Regions from separate parts of the Oryctolagus cuniculus genome. Here region 1 is linked to region 2. A link is a contact called in public Micro-C data. All regions are on one chromosome and are shown on one strand. The core of a region is the stretch at or near the end of the contact, and the rest is flanking DNA. Distances in the headings are between cores, read along the strand shown.

Evidence for each region. Hi-C and Micro-C count contacts between places; a contact is called where the count stands out from the background.
Region 1: a Micro-C map of ear pinna shows a contact between it and region 2, with 5 times the contacts expected there. The contact joins the promoter of MYLIP here to the enhancer-like site in region 2. A contact is called at or near these places in 2 of 6 Hi-C or Micro-C datasets (ear pinna and an unstated tissue).

Annotation. Positions count from the first base shown.
Region 1 is chr5:143,407,246-143,414,063 of mOryCun1.1, forward strand. MYLIP (myosin regulatory light chain interacting protein) reads left to right here and starts at 3,088. Exons shown (of 7, transcript XM_051832608.2): 1 at 3,088-3,396; 2 at 4,415-4,605. The coding sequence starts at 3,310.
Region 2 is chr5:143,048,873-143,055,326 of mOryCun1.1, forward strand. No RefSeq gene overlaps it. Among named protein-coding and RNA genes, the nearest start is that of MYLIP, 360 kb to the right of the region's middle. Within about 2 kb of position 2,284, at least 1 of the 8 cell types and tissues checked has an H3K27ac peak or open chromatin away from gene starts, as enhancers often do. A contact at or near this core is called in ear pinna, where this site is marked.

The sequences.
Region 1 (6,818 bases), core at 1,838-4,337, 360 kb after region 2:
GCTGCTGCTTGATTTTAATACTGTCTTTAAAAGGTGATAAGCTAAATGCGAGCAAAAGAAAGCACAGATATCAAGGAGTACCTCCTGCCCCGTAGCTTGTCTTGGCTCAGCCCAGTTCTGCTCCCACCTTCAGACCTTGGGTGTTCCTTATTTTGGAGTTAAACCCAGCAGGGGCTTGAAACTGGCTCTAGACGCTCAGTAGCAACAGCAGATGGTAGAAGCCTCCAGAAAGTAATTCTACTGTGGGTTTTCCCTAACTAGGTCTTTTGAGCATAATGTGTTTTCTCACTGGCTCACTCAGCTCTCTATTTCCTTAACTAACCAGTCTTTCCATATCTCTACTCAGAAGAAATTACATGAGGGGAGGGGGGAAAGAGATCGTAGTCTCATCCTATATATGCTAATAGAAGCCTGTATTCATTTTCTCCCCAATCATAATGATTTCTTCCTCTTCCCCAAGTGTCATTTTCCTGTGTTTAGCTTTAAGAAATTCTTCCTCTCTTCAGTCTTATCTGATGATACCTAATTTCAAAACAATTAGAAGCTTTACCAACCATGTAACAGCAGAAAGATCATTGGGTTTGGATTAGAAATACCTCTGTCAGGACTGGTGTTAGGGCGGGGTAAAGCCACCACCTGTGATGATAACAGCCCATAGGAGCACTGGTTTGAGTCCTGGCTGCTCCACTTCCTATCCAGCTCCATGCTAGTGTGCCTGGGAAACCAGCAGAGACAGCCCAAGTGCTTGGGCCCCTGCAACCATGTGGGAGACTTGGAAGAAATGCCTGGCTCTTGGTTTCAGACTGGCCCAGCCCCAGCCATTATGGTCATTTGGGGAGTGAATAAGTGGATGGAAGGTCTCTCTGTCTCTCCCTCTCTCTGTAATTCTGCCTTTCAAATAAATAAATAAATCTTAAAAATAAATCCCTGTCAATCTTAGTGCTCCAACTATTTTGTAAGTGATGATTGTTAAAAATAAATACAAAACAAATATTAAATAAATAAAACCTACTGGACTTTCCCTGTGCTTTTGCAAACTATTTTAACCTGTTTACATTAAAAAATATACATATGGAATCATACTTGCAAAAAACAAAAAGAAATGTTCCTGCCAAAACCAACAATATAGTTATGATTCAAGTAGTTCACAAACTGGGTATTTGATTTTGGTTTCTGCTTGCTTTGTTTTTGTTTACTTTTGTTCTTGGCCAACCAATATTTTCTCTTTCTCTTTCTATTCCTTTTCATGCATGGTCTCCACTAATTGTCTGAGTTTCTGAAATTCGCCATCTGATACCCCCTTTAATTTAAGTGAGTCAGCCTGGCTTTCTGATGTTCATATACAAAACTTGTAACCAGTACACTGGTTTCCATATTGCCTGTCGCCTCTTCTTCCTGTTCTGACATTTCTAGCCATTGAGCAGAGATTAGATAACAAAGATCCACATCTTAACTCCCAGATAAATATCCCGAGGTCAGCAAACTGGAATTAAGGGGATGAGGAACAGGAGTTGATGCATGAAGGGAGTATTTCAGGAGCACACTGTCAGGAAGAGGTGCCTATGTCAGACACACAGAGAGGACACATGCACGTGTCTCCACGTGCAACACCAAAGGCCCATTACAGTTTCTTCTTTTTCCCCCTAAGATTTATTTATTTATTTGAAAGGTAGCGTTACAGAGAAAGGCGGAGAGACACAGAGCTCAGAGGGCCACGACAGTCTAGGCCAGGAGCCTGAAACTCCATCCAGGTCTCCCACACGGGTGGCAAGGCCCAGGCACTTGAGCCATCTTCTGCTGCTTGCCCAGGTGCATGAGCAGGGAGCTGGCTGGGAAGTGGAGCAGTGAGGCTGGCAGCAGCTTAACTTGCTGTGTCACAACGCTGGCCCCTAGTCCAGTTTGTGCCCCTTTCGGTGAGGGCCTGTGGTAGGCTCCCTCTCTTTTGCTTTCTGCTCTGCTGCCTTTCCTACAACAGAAATCAAGCGACCTGGCACAGAGATTCACCCGAAAAGAGGTAGGAACGGGAGCCATCATTAGCAGGCAGTGACCGGGGCGGACATGACAGCTCTGGCATTAAACACAAGGACACAAATGCTGTCATGGATGGTCTCCCCTTGGCTGCTCTGGCGGCCCATAGAACAGATGTCTTGGGCTCCACCCTAGCAGCAGTTGGCAACACTGGGCCTCAGAGAGAAGTAAAATTTCCAAAGGCCTGGGGCTCCTCCTGCAAAGAAACCCGAGATGTGGGTTGAGTAATGCACTGGTAAGCAGGAATAAACAGTAACTGAGTGAAGAGCTGTGGAGTTCCAGTTGCTAAATAGCTACTACGGAACAGGGAACATGACGGCGGGGTGGGGTGGGGGGTCCCCGATGCAGCAGGGGCTCCCTGAATGCTGGCTGACTGAGCCGAGGTAAGACCTGAGACGGGATGGGCAGCCTGAGAGAAGGCCTGGGGCCCCGTGACGGGGGGCTTTCATTCGGCAGGGCTCAGCCAACAGAAGCCCCTAGAGAGGGCCGACCCTCATCTGCGAGCGGCTGCAAGGCGCTCTGACATTCAGTCGCTGTTATTTCGGAGCCAGGGTCTACACGAAGGGACCGCCTGGGTTGCCGTCCCCAACCAGACACGGAGGCAAACCCGGAGGGGGCGGGTAGGCGTCCGTGGGCTCCGCGGGGGCTCCTCTTCTTTTTAGGCTTTCGCGACCCAAACGCCCTCCTGGAGGGACCCCATGTTTCAGGGGCAGCTTGGAGGCGTTTAGTCCTCTCACTGTCGAGCCCCCGACAGGGAGACGTCGCCGCCAGCAGCCCGAGGCGACCGCTCGCGAGGAGCAGCGTCGCCCAGCGGGCACAGGCACCGGGTGTTCTCCGGGCCCCCCCAACCCCTTCGCGGCTCCAGGCGCCCGCCAGCGGCCGCCTCCCGCAGCGGCACGGGGAACTCAGGCGGCGCTGGTGGCCGGGGCCGCCCGAGCGGGCTCCCCGATTGGCTGATGGGGCGGCGGGAGGAGGGGCAGGGGCGCCGCGATTGGCCGGGTCCCGAGCCGGAGGGGGCGGAGCCGCTATATCAGGGGAGCGCCTGTCGCGGCGCAGGCAGTTGGCTGCTGGAGTGCGGCGTCGCCGCGGAGTGCCCGGGGGCCGGCAGGGCGGGCGGGCTGGCGGGCGAGGGGGTGGCGGGGACGGAGCTGCGGCCGCGGGCGTCTGTCTGCAGCCCTCGCCGAGCCCGGGGCTGGGTTCGAGCTTTGGCGAGGCGGTAGCCCCGCGTACACCAAAGAGGAGGTGGCTGAGGTGGCCGTGGCGGCAGCGGCGGCCCCAGCCATGCTGTGCTATGTGACGAGGCCGGACGCGGTGCTGATGGAGGTGGAGGTGGAGGCGAAAGCCAACGGCGAGGACTGCCTCAATCAGGTGAGAGCGAGCACCCAGGTCCGGGCCCACGTCGGTCTCCAGAGGCCGACGGGCCTCGAAGGCGGCCGGGCGCCTCAGGGAGCGCGCCCCAGGCAGGCACCGGGCCCCGCACCCCGATCCCGCTGCGGGCGTGCGGCGCGCGACCCCCTCCCGGGCGCGCTGGCGGGGTGCGGAGGATGCGCGCTGCGGGGGCCCCTGGCGCGGGGGCGCGGGCAGAGCCCGGAGCGCAGCCCAGCCCCCCCGCAAGCCGGCACTTTGCCAGAGCCAGGCGGCCCAGCACACTTGCCTCAGGTGTGTGTGCGTGACGCCGCCGGTGGGGTCCCTGCAGTGCCACCCACGTCCCAAAAAGGAGTGAGTGGACGCGGTCTCGGGCCCAGGGTGCCTTGGCAGGCAAGCTTGGCCCTTGTCCCGTGCCGCGTTTCCAGCGGAGCACTCACCTGCATCTTCGGATTTGCGGGCGGGGGCAGAGGTACTGTAGTTGTGGGTGCACCTGCTTGGCTGCCTTGAAGCCCGCGTTTCCTTCCAGAGCGAAGGGGGAACCGAGCTGGTTCGGCAGGCAGCAGGTCTGATCCCAGGGGACGCTGTGCTCCCACGCCGTGTAGACAGGAGAGGTTTGGAGAACCTCGTGTGACGCACAGCTGACACTTGTGGCGGGTCTCGCGTGCGTGCGTGCGTGTGTGTGTGTGTTTGGAGTCCAGGTGGTTAACACTACCCAGATAATAGCTGTCGGAGCAGCTCTGTGGATTGTGCTGGTACCGGGCATCGTAGTGACTGGAGTCAGAAGGAAGAGACCCTGAAGATGCCCCTGCTCTTGAGCACTGCTCTTTCTGGGCTGCTGTGGGCATGCCCTAGATATTGAGGGAGGGAGGGACAGGTCTCCGTCCTGGAGCCAGCGGTTAGCGTCGCAGCACCGGTGGGTTTTGGCAGAACTGTAGCAGTCTTCAGCTCCAGAGAGCCCCGGGTTCCTTTGACCCCATGTCCCGTTTGCTCATCCGTGCCGCCTTTGTTTTGACTTCAGGTGTGCAGGCGACTGGGAATCATAGAAGTTGACTATTTTGGACTGCAGTTTACCGGTAGCAAAGGTGAAAGTTTATGGCTAAACCTGAGAAACCGGATCTCCCAGCAGATGGACGGGCTGGCCCCTTACCGGCTTAAACTCAGAGTCAAGTTCTTCGTGGAGCCTCATCTCATCTTACAGGAGCAGACGAGGTAAAGCGGCACTCAGATAGACCCTTGTCAGATGCACCTTAGATTCTGTTTAGGGGGCGCCGGAGCAGCCTCCCCGGGGTGTTCACAGGCAAATTTGGTGCGGTGAATGCCTTCCTTACCCACGTTCTGCAGGGCACAGCCCTTTGGTTGAAGAGGGAGCCACATAGTTGGCCTGGGCGCATTTTGCAGCTCCTGTTTTTATAAACTTAATGGGAGAGCTGGGTAGAATTCCCACAAACCCTTGAGATTGTTGTCACATGGGGGAAAAAAAAAGAACCAGCCAGAGAAACACCAAACTGCCTACTTCCTGACAGCAGCATCCAATGGCCGATAGTAACCTCTGCCTCGGCAGTGTTACTGTAGGTCACTGTGGACGTTCTAACAGAAAGCAGGAAACAGTTCCTCTTGGGTTACTTAAACTTGGTCAGCTTCGGCCAGTGTCAGATTACAGTGTGTAGCAGAGAACTCTGTCAGGCTTTGTGCAGAATTTTTGAAGTTTTTAGTTTCTTGAAAACTTAATAAGAGCACTCTTTTAAGGCTACTGTAACTGAATCCTAACCCACAAATACATTGCACACGATTGGGGAGTCTCTCTCTGCCTTGTGAAAATCCACCACTAGTGGTAGACAACTGAAGCAAATGATCTTTTTTAAACAAAAATGTGTTCTCTCTGGCACTGACTTAGTACTTTTCTCAAGGGTGAGTGAAACTAGGAAAGTTATGTTTAATATTTATGGCTAAAATGCAAGACTTCAGTCTTACTAAAGCAGTCAAAAAGAAAAAAAACGAAAATGGCTACTTTTAAAAACAGCAAACTTGGATCTAAGCTGTAATGTTTTTCATAATCCTTTGCCTTGGAAATCTGCCATGCATGTGAAAAATGTGATTCTGAAAATTTTGAATAATGATGAGTGAGCAATATTCTTTAAAGATTTTTTTTTGGTTTGTTTATCAGAGAGCTGATAGAAATACATTTTGAAATAGTATTTATTTGAGTTTGAAATTTCCACTTTGTTTTTTTATAAAACTCAAAATGTTGAGGAAAATGTTTTATTTCTGAAGGAAGCAGTTATACTGAATTTTTAGTGCTCTTGAAAATATCTTGCAAAATATTCAAGTGACAGCATGCTTAAGGAAGTTATAGCTGTCTATGTTAATCAAAATGGGCTTTTTTTCTTTAAACTAATTTTTGAAAGCTTCTGCTTTGCACTTCACTGCCGTAACTCACAGTAGAATAAAAGACAAAGTATATATAACAAAGCATAGTGGAATTTTCATTACATAGTCTTATGATTTTTCAGTTATTTCGGGCTACCAGATACAACCCAATTTAAATGTTTTAAATCTGCACACATTTAGAGGGCCAAATACTTCATTTAAACAATGAAAGTGATGGTAGAATAATATATTTGTAGTGTGAATGCATTCAGACTTTGTAGCTAATGACTAGATGATCACTACCTGTGTTTTCCTGTAATTGGGTTAATAACTTGTGTCAAATCCATTTTATTCATGCCGGAAATGGAGGCATTTTATAAATTAGAACCTGAACAAATTTATTATCTTGGTTTTTCCTTTCTTGACTCAATTGACTTTAACCCTTGAGATTCGTGGCTAACAGCACCCCTACATACCTACTTCAGCCAGATAATCTTACCTGATTTTTGAAAGCAGTTTGATTGTAGGCTAGTCCAAACTTTTGACTGGCTTATGATAGCATTGGTAAATTCTATTTGTTTTCATGGGGTTGGCTGAAATATCAGACTTAGTGGGAAAATGCCACCTACGGTTTATAAAGCATTCTGCTTCAGTAACTAGATAAAGTGTTATTAGCATTTGTACCTGTAAATGAGTACATCCGGATTTGAATGCGTCCAGTTTACACTTAACATTGTTTTTATGTGCATAATACTATCAAACAACATAGCAAAATAAAGCTGGCTGACGAACTTTTGGATGTCTGATGATCTGTGAATATACAGTAGATCTGTTTATGTAGTGAGTAAGCCCCGCTTTGACAATCTGGTTATAAGAGGTGATTTTCTACTAAGTCAAGCCATGAGGGTGCATTTAGTGTACTGCAAGTGTCTGGACCTCTCATTAAGTGGTGCTGAAGTGTCCTGGCAGAGTCATCTTCTGTGGACAATTAAAGCAGCCTGCTCGTGGTGGAGCTGGCCTGTGAGCAGTTAACGTACTAGTTCGCGTCAATTAGA
Region 2 (6,454 bases), core at 1,034-3,533:
GAAACTCAGGCATGGAGAGATTAAGGAACTTAGAGATGGCCACACAGTTGTTCAGGAGCAGAGTTGGGCCCAAAGCCTATACTCTTACTTATAATGCTAGCATTCAATTGGACAATTGGTTTTGCCACATAGATGACATCAACATGAAAAGGGCAACATGGATAACAAGGAGGCATGAGAGTATCTGCGCACAAAGTATGTGCTCCCAGATCACAGAGAAATGAGTTGAGGGGATAGCACTGTAGTGCAGAGGCTAAGCCACCATTTGAGATGTTGGCAATCCTTATCAGAACACCAGTTTGAGTCTCAGTTGCTCTGTTTCTGATCCAGCGTCCTACAATTGAGCCTGGAAAAGCAGTAGAAAATGGTCCAAATGTGTGGTCCTCTGCCACTCACATGGGAGACGTGGATGGAGTCCCTGCTCCTGGTTTCAGTCTAGCCTAGCCTAAGCTCTTTGCAGCCATCTGGGGAGTGAACCAGAGGATGGGAGATCTCTCTCTCTTCTCTCTCTCCCCCTTCCCCAAACAGAAACATACATAAATCTTAAAAAAAAAAGTGAGTTGATGTCCTATCCTACATTAGGGTATGCAGCTGAGGAAACTTGAATAAATTATCTAATGTATTGGGACCTGTTTCCTCATTGCAGAATGGTCACAATAAGGGGCACATAACTTATAGGATTGTAATAGTGATATGTGATAACTCAGACAATACCTATCATATATGGAATGCTTTTTTTAAGGTTTATTTATTTATTTGAACATCAGAGTTACAGAGAGAGGGAGAGACAGAGATAGACTTTCCATCCTCTGGTTTCTCCCCAGATGGCCTAAACAGTCATGACTGGGCCAGGCAGAAGCCAGAAGACAGGAATTCCTCCAGGTCTCCCATATTGGTGGCAGGGGCCCAAGCACTTGGACCACCTTCCGCTGCTTTTCCCAGGCCATTTTCAGTGAGTTGGATCAGAAGTGGAACATCCAGGACTGGAACCAGAACCCATATGGGATGCTGGCAACATAGGCAGTGGCCTTAATTGCTACATCACAATGCCAGCCCCTTGAATGCTTGTTTTTGTGCCCTCTATGAGATGTATAGAAGTGATTAGCTTTGTCCTTGGTACATGATAAGCATTTATGTTAGCTATTATTAATATTATTATTTTACTAACACATATCAAACCCATTTTGACACCAAAGATCATCAGTGTCTTTTGCTTTAACAAAGTTGTGACCTCTTGAATATGACTCTTAATAAGTGGGTAGGGGTGGAAGCTCAGAAATCTTTTATTGTTATGTACAATTCCACCTATAATTTATTTTCCATTTTAACCTAATGCATAACTGAACATACTTTTAGAATACTACATTGTCTATTTCTTCTATTATTCTTGGAAATACTTTGTATTTGTCACAGGGTCTTACTAAATCTAGCCAAATCTTCAGTTTCCCAAGAACCTGATAAACAGCCTCATTTTTCTTCATGGATTTATATAAAGGGAATCAACTCTGAATCCTGCTTCTTATCTACAGGTTAGAGGGAGAAATGCAGTTAAAATCACTTGGAATGGTGACACAGTCCCCTGTTAGCCAAAATGATGGGTTCCATTGCAGCTGTCAAGGGTACTCCTGAGCTACCACATTGCCACAGCAATCACAGTCATGATTTTCTAATCCAGTTCACAATCCATCTTTAGCAAGAAGCACATTTTACCTTTCGAACTGTCAGATTCTGGGGCTGAGCAAATTGGGTACAGCTTTTCAATTACACATTCAGTTCCTCCCCAGTGTACAAAGTGTTTTCCCATTACTAGTGTGACTTATTGAGGGGAGAGCCATGGTAAGGCCTAAGCCCAAATTACAGAGGTGGCCCTGAGGTGTAAGCAAAACTGCTGCCCAATTTCAGCTGTAATGAAACAGGGTGAGTCTACTATTAGTCTACAGCATGCCCTAGATACCAAAGATGCTCATGTGATAGCCTGGAAAAGCCGGCGCCGGCACCTCATTTTATTAGGGGACTACTGTTTTCACATTTCTAGGTCAGGGATCCTTGTTTCTTAGATAGAATTTTGCTTCTTTAAAAAAATAAAATGTCTACCATGACTCAGTCTCATCAAGCAATCAAGCACGGTCTCTTGGGTGGGGTCAGCCTGAATCCAGCTAATTGGGGAAAGTTAGCTATCTTCTTTCTGGTTAGTGAATCTTGCCTCTCCCGCACTGGCCTGCTCAAGGTGTTCATATTTTCTCTTCCTTCTGGCAAAACCAGCTCTCACACCCTCTCAACCAACATCAGCCACGTGCTAGTCTCTTCTCAAGGCAGTTGCTTTCCCAGCTTACTGCATCAGAGACCAAATCTCTGAGGAAGGGTTGGGAGACAATGTGATGGGGGAACAATTGCATCAGAACATTGCAGGTTAGAAGCCTGGAGTTTTAGACTGGATTTCAGATAGCAGGCATGTCATCTATGCATCCACTCTGGGCCTCAGTTTCTTTACCTATGCAATGGCTCTATTGGAGAATCTGGATTTTGTATAACTCACAGGATCATGGATCATTAGTGATAATCGTTCTGGAAAAGAGAATATTTAAAATTTTTCTCCAGCTCTGCTGTTTTGTACCAACAGTGAGAACTGGAATCTCAGCTCACACTGGCATATTTTACTGATGTTATCACACATTTCCAAATATATGCCTCATTATGGGCATAAAGATTGAAGAGAAGAACTGTCTTGACTTCAGTGAGTTTGGGGAAGTACATGCCTGTGGCTTCCAGGACTCTGACACTGATCTTTGAAGAAGATAGTTTTGCCAAAGTGGTAAGGAGACTGAAACTCAGAGAGGACTTAGTAAGGTCAGGCTGCTAGAAAGCAGCAGAGGCTATTGGTTTCCCCTTCTCTGGCTACCACAGGCCTGACCCTGTGCATCACGTCTGACTGAAGGACCATTCTGAGCACAGCCCTGTGATTCCAGAGTGAGAAGTCCCAGCTGCTCAGTCTGCCAGCCGCCAGTATTCACCAGTGTTCAAAGAGCCTGGATGGAGCCTCACTCATGAGGCCAGCACAGCATGTGTAGTTCTTCCTGAGGCAGTGCCGAATGAGGGAGCCAGAGACTCGAAGCTGGCCAGATTCACTCCATCTCAACTCAGACTTTTTTTTTTTTTTTTTTTTTTTTGACAGGCAGAGTTAGACAGTGGGAGAGTGGGAGAGTGGAAGAGAGAGAGAGAGAGAGAGAGAGAGAGAGAGAGAAAGGCCTTTCTTTTCCATTGGTTCACCCCCCAAATGGCCGATATGGCCGGTACGCTGCACCGATTCGAAGCCAGGAGCCAAGTGCTTCCTCCTGGTCTCCCATGCAGGTGCAGGGCCTAAGCACTTGGGCCATCCTCCACTGCCTTCCCGGGCCACAGCAGAGAGTAGACTGGAAGAGGAGCAACCGGGACAGAATCCAGCGCCCCAACCAGGGTTAGAACCCGGGGTGCTAGCACCACAGGCAGAGGATTAGCCAAGTGAGCCACGGTGCCGCTCAGCTCAGACTTCTAACACCATGTCACAGTTCCCAGCCAGCACACACACACACACTGAATAAAACAATATGCAAGTCAGGTTGTAACAATATTTGCCAATGGATTGCAAGATCTAAGGTTCAACAAAAACAAGTTAGAAGAAATTCCATTAAGAACTGCCACTGCTTTCACAATAGCTGATGTATAACTCCTACATTTGCTTTTGGAAGATGATGCATTACAGACACACAAACACCCCTAGACTGCAAGTTTCAGCAGCTCTCTCTTCACCAGCCCCTCCCTTTGCTGGGAGCTCTTCTGTTTCCTATTCAAATAAAGCTTCACTGCTTCTCTTCTTAACATTGGGTCCAATCCTGTACATTTTCCTCAACTCCTGGATAAAATCTCAAATTCATCTCACCAGCTTTTCCATAACACAAGGAGATCTCGCCTGGGCCAGTTTTAATAGTGGTTTGGGGATGGATGAACAGCTGGTGTTATCGGAAGGGATTGGAAAGATCTTCACATCCCATGCCTTCCCTGCTAATTGTTTCAACTTGCCCAGTACCAGACAAACTGGATGGTTGGTTACCCTACAGTTTATTGATCTCCAGATTTCTGTAACCAGGAAGACACAGCTTCAGTTCTCTAAACCATACAAATAAAACAAACCTTTGCCTGTTACTCTGTTATATCAAATTTGGAGATTGTATTTTGCAGTAGACCATCTTAAACACAAACATTTACTGAGTATGTAAGACATATTTTGGGGCTTTAGGATAAGAGGACCCTCAGATGGGCTGAAACCTGGATACACTGAGAAGCCTCATGATTACTGGTTGGGAAGGCAATGCTTAGGGCCTCATGAATAAGAGCAATTTATTGCAGCCCTGCTCTAGACTGATGTTCCTCGTTGTGGGGTTGACTTGCAACCCAACCACTGCTCTCCTGAGTAATTCTTTTTTTTTTTTTTTTTTGACAGGCAGAGTGGACAGTGAGAGAGAGACAGAGAGAAAGGTCTTCCTTTGCCGTTGGTTCACCCTCCAATGGCCACCGCGGCCGGCGTGCTGCGGCCGGCGCACCGTGCTGATCCGAAGGCAGGAGCCAGGTGCTTCTTCTGGTCTCCCATGGGGTGCAGGGCCCAAGCACTTGGGCCATCCTCCACTGCACTCCCTGGCCACAGCAGAGAGCTGGCCTGGAAGAGGGGCAACCGGGACAGAATCTGGCACCCCGACCGGGACTAGAACCCGGCTGAGTAATTCTGTTAGGTAAGAACCAGGTGAGTGGCTACAGAGCTGTTATTTAACCAGGAACTATAGGTTAAGCCAACCTAGGAAAATCAAATAATTATTCTAACTCAAAGACACACACACATACAGATATACACAGAGAATGATTTGCCATGCTTTTGTTCTTATAGGAAGAGGGAACAGAGGCTCCCAGAACTCATGTAACAGAAATGGGGACCTTCCAGGGAGGAGAGAAGAGAACCTAAGTACGTGCCAGGCATCTGACAGACACTATTTAACTGGATTCTTTTGATAGCCCTCCTTCTATGTCACCAGCCCCCTAGTCGTGTCCTTTCCACAGATGAGGAAATTGAGACTCGGGTCCAGGGAAGGAGAATGGGCTTGCCCAGGGCCACATGGCTATCTGACTCCATCCCCTAGCTGCTCTACCAACTGCAGACAGGTACACAGAGAGTGCACTTGGTCAGCTTGCCTGCAGATTTCTGTGACTTATGGAAGCCCACAGTAGGATGGTTCTTTGGCATAATTTCATCCACCAGGAGGCAACATGGGTCCAACTTGTGGAAACCAAAGACCAAACATGTCCTCACAGAGCTGGGGATGATGACTGCCAGCTCGGGGAACCAGTGTGCAGAGAGGAAGCCACACCAAGTTCCCAGGAGGCCCAAAGCAGAGGGTAGGGGTGAGTCTCCCATGTGACTGAGTAACAGAAAGGTGTATGTGTGTGGGTGGGGGTATGGTTCAGCATTACCCTGGCCCTACCCCATAAAGATTGTGACACAGTGGGTCTGAGGCAGGATGGAAAGGGAGGCATTTCACAAGCCCATTTACCACTGCTGGGGTTGGGAGCTACTGATTTACAAGATAAAATGTAGCCCTAGAAATTGAGGCCTGCCTCTGATTCCTTTCTTTGCTACAGAGTGATCTCAGGGCACCACTTTAGATTTGCAGAGTCTTTGCGATGGTCCAAACAGATAGTTGCCTTGTGGGTGGCAAGAACATGGCACGGCCCTCATTTATCATCTCTGGGACTTGGTTTCCCCAAATGTACGGTGGGTGAAGTCTGACAGTGCTCTTCTGCAGTCTCATGAGCGTAAGCCAAATGCATGCACAGAGATCTATGAGCTCTTTGGCAGAGGGGGAATTCTAGTTATTGCTTATTAAAAGAGTACTTTACTGTAGCAGCTAAATGAAGCGCCACTTTCTGTACTTGATCATCTCAGAAAGAAGATACAGTTCTGAGGTTAGGAAGCCCATAAAATGCCTCTTTAATTATGCATGCAAAAACAACTTTGGACCATGTGCACGATGCTCCCATACTCAGAAGGGAAGGTGACAACCATGAGTCCTTCTCTACTCCTGTTCTCCCCACAGCCACAGGCCCCTTACACAACCTCCTGGGTCTGTGTTCCTGGATACAGTCACTGATTATTGGCCTGTTTTCTTGAGTTCTCATTCTCAGTCTGCTGCTATGGTGTGAGTTGATCTTCCATGAGGTCACATGTTGGAAGCCTCTTCCTTGGCATGGCGATGAGAGAGGGGCAGGACTATTAAGATATAGAACTCAGTAGTAGGGCAGCATTGCCCTCAGAAGAGAGGAAGATCATTCTTGTGGGACCTTGGTTAGTTCTCAGGAGAGGTTGTTAAAAAGACCCCTGCTCTCTGGCTTCCTGCCTCACCACGTGTGGTGTCTCTGTCTCTCTCTCTCT